2 separate regions of the Mus musculus genome follow, and region 2 is linked to region 1. The links are chromatin contacts, called in public Hi-C maps. All regions are on one chromosome and are shown on one strand. The core of a region is the stretch at or near the end of the contact, and the rest is flanking DNA. Distances in the headings are between cores, read along the strand shown. Region 1 has its middle 19 kb from the start of Gm32622. Region 2 has its middle 420 kb from the start of Mir6343.

The links. Hi-C and Micro-C count contacts between places; a contact is called where the count stands out from the background.
Region 2: a Hi-C map of adipose-derived mesenchymal stem cells shows a contact between it and region 1, with 2.6 times the contacts expected there. The contact joins two enhancer-like sites.

Annotation. Positions count from the first base shown.
Region 1 is chr1:75,915,398-75,919,318 of GRCm38.p6, forward strand. No RefSeq gene overlaps it. Among named protein-coding and RNA genes, the nearest start is that of Gm32622, 19 kb to the right of the region's middle. Within about 2 kb of position 1,489, at least 5 of the 459 cell types and tissues checked have an H3K27ac peak or open chromatin away from gene starts, as enhancers often do. A contact at or near this core is called in adipose-derived mesenchymal stem cells, where this site is marked.
Region 2 is chr1:76,926,208-76,929,961 of GRCm38.p6, forward strand. No RefSeq gene overlaps it. Among named protein-coding and RNA genes, the nearest start is that of Mir6343, 420 kb to the left of the region's middle. Within about 2 kb of position 2,039, at least 11 of the 459 cell types and tissues checked have an H3K27ac peak or open chromatin away from gene starts, as enhancers often do. A contact at or near this core is called in adipose-derived mesenchymal stem cells, where this site is marked.

The DNA.
Region 1 (3,921 bases), core at 239-2,738:
TCTCACACTGCAGGAAACTCTGATCCATTGCCAGCTCTGCTTTTGGGCTTCACACCTGAAGGCTCAGAGAGGTGAAGTGATATTACTCAGATTTCATATATAGCTCATGACAAAGATTATCCTAGACCGCGGGCCCTTTGTGTGTAATGAGTTTATTTCTTGAGCACTTCACTGCCTTCAGGATTGGTGTGTTTAATCACATTAAAGTGATGAGTAGGGTGTTACAGAGTTCTTATGTCAGCTTATGTTATCTTTATCCTCTCATGGAGGGAGCAGAAATAAAGTTAGCCCACAGAGTTGAAAAATAGGACTTAAAACATTTTGGATTATCTTGTGTTGTGGACTGAATTGTGCCTTATACCCCAAAGATATGCCAAAGCCTTACCTGTCTGTACCTGTTCAATGTGACCCTACTGAGAGCAGGATCTCCATAGATACCATCATACTAAGAGGAGCCAAAATGGATTATGGTAAGCCCAAATCCAGTGTGTCTTCATAGGGAGAGAGATTTGGGTACAGAGACACACACAGGGCAGGTGAAGAAGAAGGCAGAGGTTAGTGTTAATCCCTGCTACCACACAGGGGATGGCGGCACCAGCTGGCCATGACTAGGGACCAGGAAGAGGCAAGAAAGCATTCTTTCTTAGAGCCTAGCTCTGCCTTGATTGTGAACTTTAACCTTTGGAACTATGTCATGTTTTAAATGACCAGTGAAGGCATTATTAGAGCCAGACTTTGAAACTAACAGAAATTGATAGACATGACAGGGAGGCTGGGAATTCAAAGGCAAAACTAACTCCATTTCTTTCCTGGAAATAAGTTACCAGATAGAAAGTGCCTGCATGTTCCCCCCTCCTCTGGCAGACCCCACCCCCCATTCCCTTCCTCCATCCCTACCCCCCCCCAACCCCAGCTGAGCATATGCAGATGATTGAAGTGCCTGTGGTCTGGGGTTTCTCTCCATCAGCAAAGGAAGTGATCTCGCCACACATTCCCTCGGGGCCACTCTGTCTTGTGTAGGAGAGTGAGTCCTTCAGTCAGGATCTCTTCCAGGGTTCATAAAAAATGTACAAATTCAGTCCTTGTGCAGTTAACATTCACCAAAGAATTTGCCCATCCATGCATTTCATCCTTCTGTCCCAGTGAAATCATTTCTTGGAATGGAAACAGACATACCCAGAGATGACATCGGTCTCCACCCCCCGAATCTTGCTGTCCCGGTTGTATGGTGATCTGAATGCTGGTCCTCCTTCTCTGCAGGAAATGACACTGAGCGCTGTGAATTACCACCTTCTGCTTGAGCAGTTCAGCCTCCTCTTCCCCTTGGATGCCTCACTTTCAATCCATTTACAGTCATTTGCATGCGGAGGTCTTTATCCTCAGCATCAAGTGTTAGTGGACCTTTAGGGAAGTTGCATCCAGGCGATCTGCTTAGCTTCTGAAAGCCTTCTCCAGATAATCCAGCAAAACCCACCACCCTGGGGACCTGGGTTGTTCTGATTCCCTTTTCTGACAGATGCTAGGGTCATTTTTCTTACACCTTGGTATGTGCTGCTCTCCTGTGCTTAATTCTATTAGTGACTTATACCAGACAGGAAAGTCATTTGCTATTAAAATCAAGTGTGTTCATCTCAGAAGGAAAAATCCCAAGACTTCTGCTCCTTCTGAGCCCCGAACCAGCAGCAGAGCCCGGGAAAAGCTCCACACCCATCATTGCTGTCAATCTGTGCCTCTTGCTGGGAAAGTGTGAAAGCCTGTTAGGTAAAGGAGGGCAAGAGGTGAATCAGAAACCATCCACCAAGCTGGTCTAAGGCCACCGCTGATGCCAGTACCCTTTCTGGTGACTTCCAGCTGCCACTGGAGACTGTTCAGCACATCTGCCTCATGTGCTGGTCTGTTGGTGGCCACATATGTGCTCTTCTGCTAAGCTTCATTTCCCAGTTTCTTTGCAGCCAGCTGGTCACATGACCCAGTTATGGCTAGTGATGTGTAATTAGAAGTTGGCTGGGGATTTGGGGGAATTCTTTTCCTTTTTAATATAGGCATGTTTCTTCCTGCTCCATTCTTTTTTCTTCTTCTTGGAGTATCTATGAAATGTCTGGAGCCAGAACAATCATCATGTGACTTGTAGTGACAGCTAAGGGAATTGTAGAGACACTGTGCTGGTGCAGGTAGTTGCTTAGCCAACACTAGGAACCTTGGCTTATTAGCCTTTCTTTCTTTACTCCACACTTCCTCCAGGAAGAAATACAATGCTCATTCTATCCATAGCACTAACTTAAGATTCCTGCTACATCCGGTTGAACTCCACTGCCTCCTTGGGGGTTCCAGAAATCCACCATGCCTCTGACTTCATGATCTGTGGTGCTGGAAGGACCATGAGTTAGAGGTGGGGATAGGCAGGGCACTCATGTGCTCTGTGCCATATATCATCCCTTTTTCTGATTCTCACTTTACCCTCTGGCTGAGAATTTTGTTGGTGTTCTGCATCCATTATGTGCCTTTGTCACGTAGCTTATCCTAGACCAAATCATGTAATATAAGACTTTTTGCCAGACCCCAAAACTTATACAAGCAGCTATTTTCCCTTGGGTGACTTCCCATGACTCTCTCTGGGCTCTCTCATCTCCCTGTCACGACAGCTTCTCTCTTACATCAGCCTGTCTCTTTTGATGACGTTCTTTACCGGGTTTTAAAGGGAACCCTCTTCTTTTCTTTAAGGACCTGTTAGGCTGTTGTTAACACATTGTATGTTTTAAAAACATTCTTCCACCACAAAGGCCTGGTCATGCTCCTGAGGCCCTTTCTTCTATTAAGCCTCCTCATCCCCAAAGGACAATCATATGTCAAGTCCTTTCAGAAACCAACAACAGTGCCTCCCCTTCTTCAATATCTAACAGTTATGTGTTTTTGGTTTGCAGGGCATTGCTTTTAATGAACAGGATCTTTGTTGTTTCCTCACTAATTTTCCAATGTCTGAAAGAAAAAAGGAAACACAGACAAGGATGCCTAGTGGTCTTGGGGGGAAAATAAGGTATCTCTAAGTGAATTGGGAAGTTTGAAGTTTTGGAAATTGACAAAATGACACTTTTGAACACGTCATTCTGATTAGGGACCTACACAGGAAAACCAGAAACATTGCTGGTCTGGTTCATCTCTTTTCTCCACATGTTCTCTAAAAGCTTGTTCCAGAATATTTGAGGAACCATTTGCTACCACAATCTAAAGCAGTGGTATTAGAAAAGGTATTGAACATTAGGAAGGCAGTCGTGGCACAGAGAAGGCTCTCAGCCTTTCTAGCACTGCGAGCCTTTAATACAGATCCTCGGGTTGTGGTGACCCCCCCTACCGTAAAGCTGTTTGTGTTGCTTCTTCATAACTGTAATTTTGCTACTGTTATGAATCTTGGTGGAAATATGATATGTAACCCCTGAGGGATGAGAACCACGAGTCTAAAGGTTTGAGAGTGCACAGAGACTCATGAAATGCTTTGGCTAGGGCCCGTGGGTTTCAGTGTCTGAGTGGCTATCTACTCCCATGTGATGGAGAACTCCATGACTGTGCTGTGACTTCTTTAGGGTGTGTCCCCTCTCTCTCAAACCCTTGTTGTGTGAGCTTTGTGGGTAAATGAACAAATGAAAAGCCATCTGAGATAGGGTGCCAATGACAGCAGATGAGTCTATAAAGTCTATGTTACTTATAAGAACATAGTCAGCTGTGAGCGACTGCACCACTAAAGATTTATCCCAGCGACCTTTAACTGCCTATATGTCCTTGGAGAGGAGTGTGGGAACTCATGAGCTACCTCTCTCTAGTAACTGTTACTATCTATACATTCTAAACTATTTGTGTTGACCTTGTGAGTCCTTCCTGCTCTGTGATGGAATAAAAATGGGCCCCACCCTATGCAAGCCTCCTGTG
Region 2 (3,754 bases), core at 789-3,288, 1.0 Mb after region 1:
TTTCTTTTCCTTAAAATGATAAGCTGGGTGATGTTGGTGCACACCTTTGATCCCAGCACTTGGGAGACAGATGCAGGTGGATTTCTGTGAGTTCCAGGCCAGCCTGGTCTACAGAGGTAGTTCCAGAACATCCAAGGCTATACCAAAATCCCTATCTCAAATCCTGCTCCCTCCCCACCACAAAAAAGTTTCACCTCTTTGAGGCTTACTTAACCCTTCCATAGGACTTAATCCTGTCATCTAGCATGTCAGCATGGTTTATCTTGATCTCTTACTGCAGAGGTTTCCCACCCACCCCACACAGCTCTCATCAGATTTATAAACTTTCTTCCTTGATTCTTCTGCTTTCAATCCTTTCCCTTCATTCCTACCTTAAGGGGTTGCTCTACATTGGGAGGATGTAATGCCCTTTCCTCTGAGTGTTGACATGAAAATTAAATATCACAGACTAGTCCAGCATCCATGGTCACAGAGAGAGACAGAGTTTGTGTTCAAACTCAAATGTTCTATCTTTCCATTCAAAGATTTTCCTAATTCTGCACATATATTCCTGCATATTGGTGCTGATTTACATTGAATTTGTATTCAACTACCTCTCTTGTTGATTTTTACATAAGTCAATATAAATTTGACCTAACTGGTATCCTAAAACTTTGACACCAACGAGAGAATTTAAAAGACTCTCAATACTTTTTAAAAAGCTCTTGCAGCCACTGTTTTGATCTGACCTAGACCACCTCCTTAGCTCCATTCTTCTCATTTGAGTAGTTTTTAGAACTAAAACACCATTGTTAGCCAACAAATGGAAAACACTTCATGGGATTCCATAACTGACAGAGAAGCCTCATTTGAGATGTCCACACTGGTGAACCTTGGATGCTATAGCTTTGTCTCACATTTAAACCAAGCCAGTGGACCCAACTTCACCCAACTCTGAGCAGTTTCTTACCCTTTAGGTCAGCATTGTGTTTAGGACGGAGCATGGTTACATAAGTCACCACAAAAACATTTCACAGTGACTCAGTTTTATAAAGTATGCATGTGGTGGGACAATAAACAAGCAGAGCTGAGCTTGCAAGCTGGAACGTGCTTACCAATAACTCCGTGTTCAAAAGGGATGATCTGTAACTTTGGCCGCTCACTGTCCTGCGACAGTGCCAAGACTAACAGCTAAGTTTTTGTTATCTGAATCTGTATTTTCATAGACTTTTGTATTTATGTCAAAAGAAAAAAAAACATAAGATGAGCTATGCCAGTTTGACTTTGAGATCATAGGAATGAAAATAAGGGAACAGAGAGTAAGAACATATATAGCCTTTGCTTTTAAATTTTTGGTGTGCAACATCTGGGTGAATTCAGACCCAATATGTGACCCTGCAGAGAAGCTGATGTCTGTAATAAGAAACAGTAAGATAAACAGGGTAGAATCCATGTCCAATAAGCTGTATGCAATGAAAATAGGAGTAGACACTACAGCAGGAAGTAGTAAAGAAAGAACAACCTCAGGTTAAGCTCCTCTTGACAATGTCTGTATCATGGACTTATTCCCCAATGCCTAACTTGGCTTTGCATCAGGGTATCGATGGAGGATGTGACTCGGGATAAAGGCTCTTGGAGAGGCTTCAAGAAGTAAAGAGCCAGTGATGATGCTAAAGCTGGGGCCAGCACTACAGTGAAAATTTGGTTTGTGTAAGAACATTTGCTCTTAAATGATGATAATACAAATGTGCCCTTAGTCCCCATCTTCTGCTGATTGTATTGTGCTGTTATGTGGATGTACTAGGGCATGGAGACAGAACTCTGAAACACTTTCAAAGTCCTTATGCACTGGTCTGACTTTAATATAACTTCATTTACTTAGGAGTATTTGGCTTTCCATGAAAATGAGACTCTCTCCTGAGATATAAATTCCTCTCCAACAGTCTCTAAGCTGACTCTGAATTTTTGTAACTGCCTCTTGTGTTACTCATAGCTCTGACCTATTTTGTTTAAGTGCACCATTGCCCCAGGGGAACTACTCTTTCTTATTATGACACAAGATCCAATTATCCAATGAGTCAGTATCACCCAAGAGATAACATACATGTTTCTCCTCTGAAGACTTCCTTAGACAGAATGACTCTATAAGAGACCAATGGGATTTTCTCTAAAAGCAATCATTTATACCGCGATTAATTCATGTTCAAACACTCCCCTGATGTGTCATTTGTCTCCTTTGTACAAAGCACATATTGATTAAGAATATTTTAGCGCCTTCAGATTTAATGATGAACTCCAAGTAATAATGATAAACTACGAAAATAGCTTGTGTTTCATCCTTCATGATCTCTATAATCCTTGACAATAGAGGATCAATTAACTTTAGGATAAGTTTAGCTGAAAAGATCTATTTTAGCCATGCTGTCTGAAGTTTTATTTTGCACCTCCAAGAAAATAAATTGTCTAATCATTCATACACACAAATATTTCACTTTCCAGACCAAAAAGATAACTGTGCATCCAATCACCTTCATTTAATATATGATCCTTGGCTAAGTTTTCATATATTTAGTGTTTTTTAAATAATGTCCATCTTAGATAGTCTTGAGTAGCTCAAAATGATTTGACTGTAAACCAGTATTTATGTAGGAAATTCAGGATGCCTTAAGGTGTCTGTGTAAGTGGCAGAACTGGAAGGAAGGACAAATAAAAATAGAAAATAAAGGGCAGGTAGTCATTTACATTGTGACTATCCTTGGGAGCAGGGATGAGTTACACCCACCTTTCACTTGTTCCCTTGCTTAATTTAGTTTGCTCTGCTCCAATCATTTTGGATTGATGGGTGAGCTACTGAAGATTTCAGTTCTACCGTAGTCTGGACCCTTGGGTAATAACAAAGATAACATCTGTGATTTTTCCCACACACCCATTTTGCTGCATATCTCTGGCTTCAAGGTCATTCCACTTGCCACCATATAATTTATCATGAAGTATGTCCAACATCAGTCTTCTAGACTTCCTCTTTCAGATACTGACCATGTCTCTGTAAAGACAGGCAGGCCTCACACAATTAGTCGTTTTGTTTGTCTCTCTGACAAGGTAGGGCTACAGTACACAGATAGTCAGCAAATATAGCCAATGAAGAGATATAAATATAGCTCAGCTTTGAGATGAAGGAGCCAACCCACTGTGATGGTTAATCACTCTTAACTTGACATCATCTAGAGTCACCTAGGATACAACATCTGGGCATTTTCATAGGATACCAACATCTGGCCATTTCTCTGGGAGTTTCCATATTCGATTAAATAAGTGAGAGGGTCCATGTAAAATGTGGACAATTGCATGCCATGGGCTGGCATTAGAAATGAATAAACAGAAGCAGGGTGATGAGCTCAAGTGTTCCTCCCTCTCTGAGTGCAGATCAGCTGGCTCAAACTCCTGCTGCCATGTTCCAAAGTGAACCCTTCCTTTCTTAAGTTTTCTTTACTCAGGTGTTTGGTCATAGTGAACAGGAAAGCAGCTAATACAGCTGCCGAATTCTGCATCCATCATACAAGATGCTCTCCCAAGAGATCATCTAACAACTGAATGGTTCTGTTATGCATAAGGGATAGAAATATTTCTTCAGTTTGAAAACCAACCATTGTAACATGTACATCATGAGAGATGCCTGGCTCATGGTGAACAATAAATGTGTGAATCATAATTTAAAATAAAACAAAGCATTAGTTATTGTCAGTGATGAAAAAAAAACTTAAACTTAGGCTTACCT